Regions from separate parts of the Gossypium arboreum genome. Here region 1 is linked to region 2. Evidence: chromatin contacts called from public Hi-C data. All regions are on one chromosome and are shown on one strand. Each heading gives the region's core, a stretch centred on a gene start, on an enhancer-like site or on the middle of the called end of the contact. The rest is flanking DNA. Distances are from core to core; before and after follow the strand shown. Region 1 holds the start of LOC108469964. Region 2 holds the start of LOC108469559 (zinc finger BED domain-containing protein DAYSLEEPER-like).

Evidence for each region. A called contact is a pair of places that touch in the nucleus more often than the background predicts.
Region 1: a Hi-C map of leaf shows a contact between it and region 2, with 4 times the contacts expected there. The contact joins the promoter of LOC108469964 here to the promoter of LOC108469559 in region 2. A contact is called at or near these places in 2 of 5 Hi-C or Micro-C datasets (both in leaf).

What each region holds. Positions count from the first base shown.
Region 1 is chr8:92,804,510-92,811,218 of ASM2569848v2, forward strand. It overlaps LOC108469964, which reads left to right and starts at 2,115. Exons shown (of 8, transcript XM_053031957.1): 1 at 2,115-2,652; 2 at 5,145-5,231; 3 at 5,944-6,120; 4 at 6,225-6,311; 5 at 6,411-6,482. The coding sequence starts at 2,464.
Region 2 is chr8:92,674,201-92,681,017 of ASM2569848v2, forward strand. It overlaps LOC108469559 (zinc finger BED domain-containing protein DAYSLEEPER-like), which reads left to right and starts at 3,143. Exons shown (of 2, transcript XM_017770442.2): 1 at 3,143-3,386; 2 at 4,797-6,817. The coding sequence starts at 4,822. LOC108467752 (pentatricopeptide repeat-containing protein At4g30825, chloroplastic) reads right to left here and starts at 2,079. Exons shown (of 2, transcript XR_008286916.1): 1 at 1,948-2,079.

The DNA of each region.
Region 1 (6,709 bases), core at 865-3,364, 130 kb after region 2:
TTAAGTACATAAAAAAGTCAGGAATTTGTAAGAAAATATTTTATGATATGGCTAACAAAAGTTTTCATTTGAATGTGACTAAAAAGTTACGTCGAGATGTGAGTGTGAGATGGAATTCTACTTATTTGATGTTTGAATCTACTCTTTTCTATAAATATGTGTTAGATTATTGGGGCCAACGGGATAAAGATTATCAAATATTAGCACTTTCTGATGAGGAGTGGAGAAATGTTGTTATTTTTTTGCAAATTATTGAATTCTTTATGATGTGACTTGTACTTTTTCTGGTTCTAATTATCCAACGGTTGATTTTTATTTTAGAGGGGTTTGGAAGGTTCACATGGTCTTAATTAATACAGTTAAAGATCCTCATTCTTTTTTTAACTCTAATGGTTATGCAAATGCAAGATAAATTTAATAAATATTAGGCTAAGTATTCTTTGATAAATTTTAGATCCTCGTTACAAGTTAAATTATGTGCAGTATTATTTTACTACAATCTACACTACTTATGCTTCAAACTTTTTGGAAACCATTCTTTGCAATCTTAAACTCTTATTTGATGAGTATGTTAAGAACTCCAAATCCACATCTTCCTCTTTGGCCAGGAGTTTCAATGTTTCAGATAATGATCCTGTTCATTCTAATTTGCATCAACTCAATGTCAATAGGGCAGATTTGGGAGGAGATTATGATGAGAGTGGTGATTATAAATGATTCTTAAGTGCATCCAGTACTAAGAGTGAAAAGTCTCGATTGGACATTTATTTGGAAGAATCAGAGCTTGAGTTGAATAGCCAAATAAATGTATTGGATTATTGGAGCAAAAGTTCAATTCGATATTGTGAGCTTTCATTTTTGGCTCGTGATCTTTTGGCAATTCCAATATCGACCGTAGCTTCTGAGTCGGCTTTTAGCATGAGGAAGAAAGTGATCACATTTTTTAGGAGTTCCCTTAAACCAAAAATGGTTCAAGCCATTGTTTGTTTTGATAACTGGATGTGAGCTAAGAGATTTTCAACGGGTAATTATTATTTTCATTTTATTGTTATAATTATAAAACATTTTATCAATTTGATTATATAACTATTTATTCTTATTTTATATTAGAAATTGATTACAAGAATGATAAGAATGATAATGATGATGATTTTTGATTTGTTTCTAGGTATATAATTTAGCTTAGAATTTATAGCTTGTTATAAGATAATATATGTTGATTGCTTCATATAAAGATATTTTGAATGGTTGATACATTTTATAGGTTATTTTTGGTGCTATTTTGGGTGTTGTTTCACTGTTATTCTGCTATTGTTTTTAATGTTCTGCTGTTGTTGTTGGGTGCTAATTTTTGCTACTATTTTTGGTGTTGTTTCATTGCTATTCTGCTGTTGTTGGGTGCTAATCTTTGATGCTATTTTTGGTGCTATTTTGCTTGATATATATAGATATTGTAGAACTTTTGTTTGGATATTGTAGAACTTTTAATTTTGCTAAGTTTCCAACATCAATTGCATGAGAATGCGACCTTGTTGTGGATGGTTTTAGTTACCAAGTTGTTTCACTAATTATCAAATTTCTTGTACTTTATTATTCAACTTTAATGTACTTTAGTGAAACAACCTTATGCCATCCTTTACTTCAAGTGGTTTTTCATTTTTTGCTACCTTTACCCAAATCATATTATATATACTAGTATGCAAGATTTATTATTCTCTTGAAAATATACTCATTACATTAATAATGATTAATTTTTTTAAAAGAAGTAATGATTAATTATTATAAACATTAACGAGGTCTACATCCATCAAATGCTAATAAGTTTTTATCTAATTTTTAATATTTGCTAATGAAATTTGATAATTTTTGGAAATATTTGCTTTAATGTTTTTAGTGTATTTGATATACTATATTTTTAAAATAAAATATTTTTAAAAAAAAAAGGTCGATTAGGTTTGAAAAAAATTTTAAATCCGTAAACCAGACCTAAAATTTTGGTTGAGCTTAAATTTGACTTAGTCCATAGACACCTCTATATACAGTAGTAATCAGTGCCGGCCCATATTCGCCACCGCCCATTCTATAAGAAGCTGTTCTGATTTGAAGTCTAAACCATTACTTTTCCAAAGGAAGTCTAAAACCCAAACCAAAATTTAGCCCAAGAATGTAAAAACCAAAAACTCGGATCAAATCAAATCCCACAACTTCATCATCTTCGATGTTGCATCAAACCACACTATCACTGCTCACTCCGCAGTTTTAACTCATTTTGGACGAAAAAGAAAAGAAAAGAAAAGAAAATTATCCCTCAATTGTGATTTTATTAAAAACTATGCATTTTCTAGTTTAAAGAAGCTAAGGGGTTTCTTCAACCATCCTCTACGCCTGAGATCTTCCCACTTTTTTTCCCTTTAATTTTTAAATTTCATTTTTCTTATCTCGTTCGATTGGTCTGATCTGCTCATGGATTTGCGAGATTCATCACCGTCGTCGACTCCGAATCGGGATGGTAACGCCGGCGACGACGACGGCGTCCTCTCCGTCACTTCCGCCCTCGCTAAAGACGCCGCTCTTTACTTTCAGTCTAGGAAGTTCGCCGAGTGCGTCGATGTCTTGAATCAGCTCAACTCGAAGAAAGAAAACGATCCCAAGGTAAATTATTTCAACTTTTTACGCATACGCATGCATTGGTTCCTTTAATGAATGCGATTGAATCGATTCATTTCTAAGATCTTTTTTGCTTTATTTTTTTATTTTTTTATTTTTTTAAAGTGGGAATTTGAATATTGTTTTCCATCTTTTTTGTTGTGTAATTTTCCGGCTCACTAATACTTGATTATCAGCTGATTTCATAAAACAATTAATTTAATCCAATATTGTTTCCTTATCATTCTGTACATTCATGGTGCTTGAAACCCCATAACAAGGTTTAATTATTTTCATATGGCGATTTCACTGTATATGTAAACTTAATAATTCTTATTGTTGATTTCTCTATTTATATTTAGACGTGCAAGGGTTAATCAATAAAACCGTTTGTGGTGTTGCTGAACTCCTCTATCGGCGTATATAGGACAATAATCTTATTCTTGATCAGCACATGTCAAATGTATATAATTGCTTGCAGAAATTTTTGCTTCACCGGTGGTGTATCATGTAATAATCCTTTTCTTGGTGATGATAGATTCTTTATGTACTGTACTGCCAACATCTCTCTTCCGTTGCAATGCTCTCTTAAGCTCTGGCTAAAGAATGTTGGGCGGATGAATCATGGGTTTATTTTTATGACAGTACAAATTCTGTTTATCTACTGTGCTTATGAAATAAAAGTTGATTGATACCCGATGAGTTGGACTAGAAAATACTTCTTACACATAGAATTTATATTTGCTTGAAATTGCTTTCACGGTTTTCTTGTTCCTACTAAGGTTACGGAGTACATTTATGTTTTTATTTGCAATGATATGCGGATAGTGGTTCTCTTTCAGAAAAATGGTTAAAATTTTATTTTTCAAGCAAACTTCTGAGCGTTTTAGATAATTCTAGAATGATATATAAATGTTTGTTCAAATGCATGATAAAGACCAATGTTTAGCAATGTTCTTAAGGCGTGCGCTTAGGGGTTGTGCCTCAAGGTCAGGCAAGTGCATTGGACCCTTTCAAAGGAGGCATATGTCTGGTGTGTTTAAGTCCATACTTTTGTAAGGCAGTAGGTGTAATAAAAGTCTGATTGAGATTCTCTTTAATTTCATACCTTTTTAATTCTTTTATTTATTTTACTTTTAATGGTTAAAAAGGGTTGGACAAAATCAAATTCTGTACTTCTCAATTCGTGAGTATTCAACAAAATGTATAAGACATAAATAAAATCATGTATTTTGTCCAATGAAAGAATTTTATTTCATGCTTTCTAGATATATTAAACAAATTTTTACAGTTCATTATTGGAATTGTATTTTTGGGACTTACTATGCGCACATATATACATATACATTCACACGCACATACATATTGCATCTTGCTTCACTTGGGTGAGTGCTTTCTTATGCCTTGTGCCTTAAGCAATATTTGGGTTTCAACACCTAGAGTGTGTCTTGAACACTTGTCAATACTAAATATAAGGTACAGAGAAGTTGCATTTCTTTATGCTTTTATCTTGTTGGGAGTACAATGCTCTTTAATGACCTTGTAAATTGATGAAAATGATAAATGTCCATGTTTCATTGCTCATATTGGGGTTATATAAAATTTGAAGTGAAAGAAGTGTTGAAAATGTTAACTACGAACTAAATTTATTGTATGTTGATTATATAAAATAAAGATGTTTGAAAAAAAATTTAGGCTACATTGCCTAGGAATATTAATTAAAATTCTACACTGTTTTTAGCTTTTAAACACATTATTTGCAAAATGGAATGGTTTTTATTTTTAGAATTATCATGAAAGCATTTTTTTTCATTTTAATCTGTTTCAAAGATACATCTAATTCTCCAACCCAGAAAATAGCTTAAAAATTAAACCGACTAAAATGAACAGATATCATACTCATGTGCAAGTGGTTGTTAACTTGTTATTAACTAACATGTGATGACTGTAAGGGTAAAAATGATGATCATACACCTTACAAACTTTATCCTATGCACTTCCCAGACAATGTCAAATATGTTCAGCTCGGAAATTATGGTGCTATAGGAATTTTTAGCTTGAAGCCTGAAACCATCCACTAACACCACCATACTTCCTTTTTCTCTTTTATAGGGAAAAAGAAAAGGTAATTTGGAAGAAAATTTAGAGCCTTAAAACCACATTAAGGTAGCTGTGTCATAAATTACTCTTTGTAGAAATTCAAGTAGATTTTAATCATGTCAGACTGATGGTGATGGTGTTGGTGATATCTCTATTAAATGCTGTTCATAAATAGCTCTTCTTATGTTCTGAAATTTGAAATTTTGAGTACTTAGTTGATCTTCTTATAATCCTGTTTGCTGGTGTTGCATTCCATTTCTAGAATAACATTTGTTGCCCTCACATTTAAATTGCACTAACCACCAATAACTTCCCTTAAATGCTTTTGACATCTTTTATACTTTTTTCCCTCTCTGTTGCGACAGTCCTAAGTTTTCGAACCAAATGATATTGAACAGGTTCTTCATAATATTGCAATTGCGGAGTTCTTTCGGGATGGTTGCTCAGACCCAAAAAAGTTGCTTGAAGTCCTTAACAATGTCAAGGTACTACCTTTGTTCTACCTCCCTCTGGTTACATGGCTGAATGACTGTATGCTTCCTCCAAATTTCTAATCTTAATCTAGTCCTGCTCCATCTGAAAGAATGATAGTCCTGTCCTGTTCATCAATTTCATAACTTTGAGGTCTTATTTGCTTCATTTGATAATGGATTGTGGGTCTAGTGGTGAACTGTGCTGCAGATACTGCAAGGTTTTAAACAAATAAGGAAAAACAAAAATTTTATCTTCTAATACTCGAATGAAATCTTTTGGGTGTAGCAACTTTCTTAGCTCAAAATGAAGTTATTTGTCTGTTGTTTTTAATTGCTATCTGCTGATGTCAATGTGTTAGGCTTTTAGCAATTTGAACTATGATTAGCTTTAGTATGAAACAACTACTAATTAGGATTTAGTGTTGAAATTGCCTTTTGGTGGAAATATTTTATGCATCTGGCCCCATTTAAAGGACCTGAAACTTTTTGAGCCTGAGTTTGTGTGATTTTTTTATTTTGCCGTAATAGAAGTGATAGATTCATTACTTTCTCCCAGTTCAAACTAGTAACACATAATTTTATGTAGGAGGTTAATTGCTGTCTGGAGAGAAGCTTTTGTTGCATTGCAATGTCTAGAACTTTTTTTTGAAAGAATTTGCTATGTCCAGTACTTATTTTGACTTACACTGGCATCTATGGCTTTTTGTGTGTGTTGGTTTAGAAGAGAAGTGAGGAGCTTGCTCTTGCATCTGGGGAACAGGTGGAGTCTGGTAGCAATATTGGAAATAACATTACTTCAGGTTCAAAAGGAAGTGGTACAACTACAAGTCTTCCTGCTTCAAATTGTGCCAGTATTATTTACGCGGATGAATTTGATACCTCTGTGGCTTCTCTAAACATAGTATGCCTTCTTTCTATACATTCAAGAATTTCAGGAGCAATAATCTTTTCAGCCATAGCTTGGAGTAACATTTAACCTGTTTGTTCTGATTTGATCTAATATAGGCAGTCATTTGGTTCTACCTTCATGAATACGCAAAGGCCTTATCAGTTCTTGAACATGTTTATCAAAACATTGAACCTATAGATGAGGTATTTTAGCTTTATATTGTTTATGTATACATTTTTTATTTTTTAACATCTGTTGGTTTGTTTTAATTGCTTCCCTTTTTATTTATATATGCATTGCAGACAACAGCTCTTCATATCTGCCTCTTGTTGCTGGATGTTCTGCTAGCTTGCCGTGACGCGTCAAAATCTGCGGTAAGAACTAAATTTTTGTAGTGTGATGCTTGGAATTCATTCTAGGTAAAAATTTTCCTTGCTAATTTCGGTTGCAGTCACTTCAGAGACCACTGTAAGATGGATATGAGCATGACTAACTGTTAGCCTTGTACTTGGGGACAGGGAAAGATAGAAAGCTAACTTGTGCTCGTACTACTCTGATTAGCATGTTGCTAGAGGAGGTCAAAATGCTAGCCCATTAATAA
Region 2 (6,817 bases), core at 1,893-4,392:
AGCTTTAACATACATTCTTACAACAATGCTAAAGCCAATCATGTCCAAGGCAACTCCTGAAGATTTTAACTTCAAATAGAGTTTTTCTGCTTCATTGAAGTGGCCCATGACACTGTAAATGTCAATCATTGTACACATTATATGCAAATTTGGCTTGTTTTCAGAGTTAGGTATTTGAGAAAATATCTTAACCGCATTTTCAAGATCATCCAACTCCTTGCAAGAGCAAATTAATAAATGATACAGGTTATCTTCAAAAACTGGATCCTTCCACCTTTTGCTCCCTAACACTTTAATTGCATCATTCACTAATCCACTTTTCACATAAGCCATGACTAGAATGGAACAAGAAGTTTGGTCGTCTAAAACATGTTGATAGAAAGACCCAGTTATAACAAGAGGAACTTTATAGATCCTCTCAGCCTTCTCATATGCTTGCAAAACAGTACCTAGGATTGAAGAATGTTGGCACCTCATCTTGAGCATATCATCAAGTGTTCTAATGGCACCCTCTTCATCCCCATGCTTTGCTTGCAAAGTTAGCAGCGTGTACAAGTTAGATGAGTTAGGCTTGAATCCGAGCTGTTTCATAGCCCTGTAATACCATGCTGCTTCTTTATAATTGCCAGTTCGCCCCCAGCCCTCAATCATGGAACGGTAAGTTGTACCATCAGGTTCTAATCCAACTTGCCGGATGCTCAGGAATACACGTTGAGCTGCATCCATATTTGATGCTCTTCCATACCCTGTGATCAGTGTATTGTATGCAACAATATTTGGAGAAAAGCCTGCTTCTTGCATTGAAACCAATACCTGCTCAGCCTCCTCTAACTTGCCACTTTGACTATAAGCATTAAGCATCACCAACCAATTCTCAAGATTCAATGCGACTTTATCTTCTCTCATAAAGCTGATAACCTCTTCCGCTTTGTCATACAAACTCAACCGTGTATAAATTGTGATCATTGCAGAGTATGCAGACTGACATACAATGCCAGAACTCCTCATTTGTGAAAGTGCAAACTCTGCGTCCCTAACATTCCAACCCTTCTGGTAAAGTCCCATAAGCATCCCATAAGTGGCAACGTTTGGCTGAACCCCATGTTCCAGCATCATTCTAAACCACTTAGCACCCATTTCAACAAGCCCCCTTTTAGAACAGGCGTATATGATTGTATTGAAAACCTGAAAATCAAGCTCACAGCCGGAATCGCATTTTGCTTGCCTAACCATTATTTCAGCAGCGTCCCAATCTTGTCTCCTGCCCAAAACTCGAAGAACCAATCTATAAGCCATCACATTTCCATCTAATTTCCCATTGCTCCTCAGCCACTCAAAAAATCTCAAAGCATTACCATCATTAGACTTCTCAAGCCTTTTCAATATAGAATTACAATGCTCCAAATTCAAGTCAGGCTTTATAGCAGTATAATCAACATCCAACCCGCTATTTCTACACACAAAAAGATCTCCTTTTTCTACTTCGTTACCATTCCTTCTGGAACCAAACCTGAAACCCACATTTCTTGTTATCCCTTTCTCGCGGTTTTGACCTTTTCGGCCCTCAACAAGTTTTGGGTTTTCATTCACTAATTCATTTTCGGAAGAAAAAGGGGTATCTCTATCGACTGGGTTAGGGTCAGGAACGTTGGCGGGTTCGACTCTAATATGTTTGAGCCTAGTCAAAGAAGTGAGCATGGAAGCAGCTCTTGCGACATGAAAACAACTGGTGAATGAAAAACTGGAACATTGATCAGGTAAATGAGACGGGTTAACGTAGAAGCTGAGTTTCTTTGAATCGACAGAGTCCCAAGAAAGGGACAATTTCAAAGAAGCCATAGTTGTTATAATTACTGTTATCGGATTTTGAAGAAAAAATTATGCATCACTTTTGTGGATGAATGGAATTAAAGAAGAAAGCAGTAGAGAGAAGGCTATTGTGCATACCTTGATGATGGGATAAAGGAGGTTGAAGCAGTGGAGCAAAATAACCGTTTCTGGATCTTCTTGCTTTTTTTCTTCTTTTTTTTTTTTTTTAAATTTCCTTTTCTACTTTACAACCATGACAAACAGTCGGTTTACATTACAACAGTAACAAACAGAATAAATAAATAAAAGTTAGTTTACTTTTTAAATGGTTTAATTTTAACTAAGCAATAAATTTTTTAATTTTTTAAATAATATGTAAAAATAGTAAGATAGCATTGCATTATATATGTAATAATATATTTATCGATCATACTTTAAAAATAGTAAAAATAATAAATTTATTAATAATTATTTGGTCAAGACTAGAATTTTAAAATTCATTAAAATTTAAGGACTAAAAGTAATCAAATTAAAGTATAAAAATTAAATCTACAACTTACATATAATATAAAAATTAATAGTAAAATTTAGCTCATAAATAAATACAGCTCTGAGGTAATTTTAATTATAAACTATTTTCAACCGGTAATTAAATCCTTTTTATTAATTTAATCTTGAAAAGTGAATAAATAAAATAATAAAATATTTATATTTGTTAACCATAATCAAGCAGCAGTAAATAAATATGACTAAATTAATGATGAAAAAATACACGTGAATCATACTTTTACTTATTTCAAGTCACTAACATTGATCAACATTCCTACTATCAAGTAACCCACTAAATTTATGTTTATATGGGAGGTTATGTCACTTTACCTTGTATTATCAAGCATAATAAAAAAAAAAGGTGGGATAATTTTGTAGATTATATTAATAATTCATTTTGATTTTGATAACAAAAATGGTTACAGTCTAAGTAAACGAAACAAGACCATTCATATGATGGATGAAGTTGGCAAATCTCTTGAAGTATTCAACTTCAACCCCGATATTATAATATTTTAGTAGAATAAACGACAGTGGCCTTGCTATACAGCAATTGGGTTGAAATGTTGTTCGTATGAGAAGCCACCCAAAAACCCAAGTCAGCTAGAAAAAGAGTGAAGGTGGTTAAAGAAAGGGCGTTGAATTGAACAAATTGAGAGATGGCAAGCCATTGGGCTGTCTCTGCCTTGGGTAGATTAGATCAAAGTCAATTGGTTCCCCCTACCCAAAAGTCCAAAATTAAATAAAGTGGGATATCTTACGTAGTTTCTTTTTTTCGAAAATTTTAATTTATTAAACCCCACAATTTTCACCTTATCCCCACCCATCCCAACAACTACTCTCCACCTTTCAGGTCCAATTAGCCTTCTTTTGGGGTCTGTTGTTCTAAGCCCAAATCTCCGCCCCCCCCCCCCCCGACTATCTCTCCGTCTTTCTCCTCTCCTGCAAAACCCTAGATCTTTCACCCTTTCAACGTCGTTTTCCGGCCTTCTTCTCGCTCCCAGATCGCTTCTCGTTTGGGCTGACTGGTAAAAATTTCATCACCTTACCTAATTTCTCCATTGACTGAAATTTTGGGTGTTCCTTTTTCTCTTTGATTTTTTCTTTATTTAATGCTTGCTTCGTTTTTTTGAGTTGGGGATTTTGATTTTAAACGCTTCGTGTTTCAATTTTGTGAGAGAATTGCGATGATTGCTGGCTTATTGTCCTTGTTAAAAGTTACGGAAGTAGTTGGACTTTTTGTTTTGAATTGAAACCATAGATTCCCTTTCCTTTTTGCTTCTGTTATTTAAATATGGCTATTCTCGTTTCATGCATTGATATGGGGTTTTGTTTGTCCTTCATTTCCTGGTTTTCATCTGTACAGATAATGGGTCTTTCTTCTTTGTTTGTTGTTGATCTGGGCAGATTGCAGACATGGGTTTTTGTTCTTTTGACGTTTTATTTTTCCTTCTCTTTCTGTGGTTTTCTCTTTTGCTCTTGCTCTGGGCATATTAATAGATGCCTTTGAAGCTGAGTTTGATCTTTGAAATGGAATTGGGTTTCAGTTCGACTGATCTGGGCTTTCCCTTCTTTGTTTATGCTTTTTGTTTTTCTTTTTATTATTTTCAAACCCTAGATCTACGGTTTTTTTTTTTTGGGGGGGGGTGCATTGTAAAATGTAATCCTTTTCAGCCCATTTAAATGTCAATGTCTGTTTTAGCCCTGGTGCGTAAAGTGGGCCCATTTAACATGGATCTTATCCAAGTCCTTTGTCCTGTATTGTAAATTGCTATACTACGACTTGGTCTTATTGTGGACCACTTCAACACGTGGCACAGTTTCAATTATTCCTTGACCCATTACCCTGATGTTTATCTTATATTTCGGCTATACTTGTATACGTTGGATATTACCCATATTCATTTTTTAAAGTTCTTTTTATTTTTGAAGACACATTTGTTAAAATTAATGTTGCTGATGTAAACTCATTTCTGGATTCTTTCATTCTTTTTCTTTCCAATCAAAGCAGCTCTTAATTATGATCCTGGATTGCCAGCTCCTGGGTGTTTCATTTAGTGGCGAAAACTTTATAGTCCAATGTGTGCTGTTTTTTCATCAACTATACCATACAGTACGCAGTTCAACTTACTTTCCTTTGGACAAAGAGGCCACATCCGTCACCCTTGACACAAATCCGGACTGTTTTTGCAGCTTAATGTTGTAATGCATTAAGTCTGAGACCACTATGTAACCATGCGTCTCAAAGCTGAGAAGATTCTGTTTTAATGAAATTTATGATGTGTGAAACCGTTGATTGCTTTGACTGAACCTCATTGTTTCCTTTATTTTTACCTTCCGAGTTATGTTAACCTTAATGGTAATTGGGTCTATCTACTCTTTTGTTTTTTTATACATGCATAGTTTGAAATCCTTTTTAAAATTTTGTTTTGCTCCAGCTGCGGGTTTTATGTATAGACAGGAATGGCAGAAATGACGGAAGCTACAAATATGGAAACATCCCCGGTGGAGAATAACAATGAGCTGGCTCTCATCACTCCTGAAACACAGCCTAAGCGAAGGAAAAAGAAGTCCATGGTCTGGGAGTACTTCACCATTGAAACTGTGAGTGCTGGATGTAGAAGAGCATGCTGTAACCGTTGCAAACAAAGTTTCGCTTATAGTACTGGTTCCAAGGTAGCAGGGACCAGCCACCTCAAACGTCACATTGCTAAGGGTACCTGTCCGGCACTCCTACGTGACCAATATAACAATCAATTGACCCCATATAGCCCGAAGACTGGAGGAGGTGAACCACGAAAGCGGCGCTACAGATCTCCCAGTTCACCTTTCATACCATTCGATCAGGACCGTTGCCGCCATGAAATTGCAAGAATGATCATCATGCATGAGTATCCTCTTCACATGGTTGAGCATCCTGGATTCATAGCTTTTGTTCAGAATCTTCAGCCTCGGTTCGACAAAGTCAGTTTCAACACTGTTCAAGGGGATTGCGTTGCAACTTACCTGAGGGAAAAGCAAAGCCTCATGAAGCTTATTGAGGGTATTCCGGGGCGAGTTTGTCTTACACTAGACATGTGGACTTCAAATCAAACACTCGGTTATGTGTTTATAACTGGACACTTCATTGATTTTGAATGGAAGTTGCAAAGACGGGTTCTCAATGTCATAATGGAACCATATCCCGATTCCGATTCTGCTCTAAGTCATGCTGTTGCTGCCTGCCTGTCAGACTGGAGTTTGGAAGGCAAGTTATTTTCCCTCATCTTCAATCATCCAACAAGTGAAGCTGGGCTGGAAAATCTTAGACCTCTACTCTGTACTAAGAATCCCCTTATTCTTAACGGTCAGTTGTTACTTGGAAATTGCATAGCTCGTACCCTGAGCAGCATGGCAAAGGATGTGCTTGGTGCAGGGCATGAGATTGTCAAGAAAATCCGTGATAGTGTAAAGTATGTGAAGACTTCAGAATCCCATGATGAAAAGTTTGTTCAAGTTAAAAACCAGCTTCAAGTGCCAAGTGAAAAGAGCCTGATTCTTGATAATCAAAATCAGTGGAACACGACATACCAAATGCTTGCAGCTGCTTCTGAACTCAAGGAAGTTTTTAATTGTTTGGATACTTCTGATCCAGATTATAAGCTAGCTCCATCAATGGAAGACTGGAAGGTGGCCGAGACTTTATGCAGTTTCTTGAAACCTCTCTTTGATGCAGCCAGCATCCTTATGACTACAACTAACCCTACTGCAATTACATTCTTTCATGAAGCATGGAAAATACATGCAGATTTGGGTCGTTCGATCGCTAATGATGATCCCTTCATCAGCAATATTGCTAAGTCAATGCTAGAAAAGATTGACAAGTACTGGAAGGATTGTAGCTTGATTTTGGCAATTGCTGTAGTCATGGATCCTCGCTTCAAAATGAAGCTTGTTGAGTTCAGTTTCACAAAAATATTTGGTGAAGACGCTCCCACATATATCAAAATTGTTGATGATGGAATTCATGAGCTCTTTCTGGAGTATGTAGCACTTCCACTGCCTTTGACACCAACTTACACAGAAGAAGGCAATGTGGGAAACAATGGAAAGACCAATGAATCTCAGCAAGGAAATCTTCTTTCAGACCAGGGACTTACAGATTTCGATGTGTACATTATGGAGACTAGTAGCCAGCAAATGAAATCTGAGCTGGATCAGTACTTAGAAGAGTCCTTGTTGCCTCGAGTCCAAGAGTTTGATGTATTAGGCTGGTGGAAGCTCAATAAGATGAAGTATCCAACTCTTTCGAAGATGGCTCGTGACATTTTGTCAATTCCAGTATCAGCTGCTGCTCCGGACTCGGTCTTTGACATCATAATAAAGCAACTGGATGAGTACCGAAGCTCCTTACGACCGGAGACTGTGGAAGCGCTAATCTGTGCCAAGGACTGGCTTCATCATGGATCTGAAGAATCCA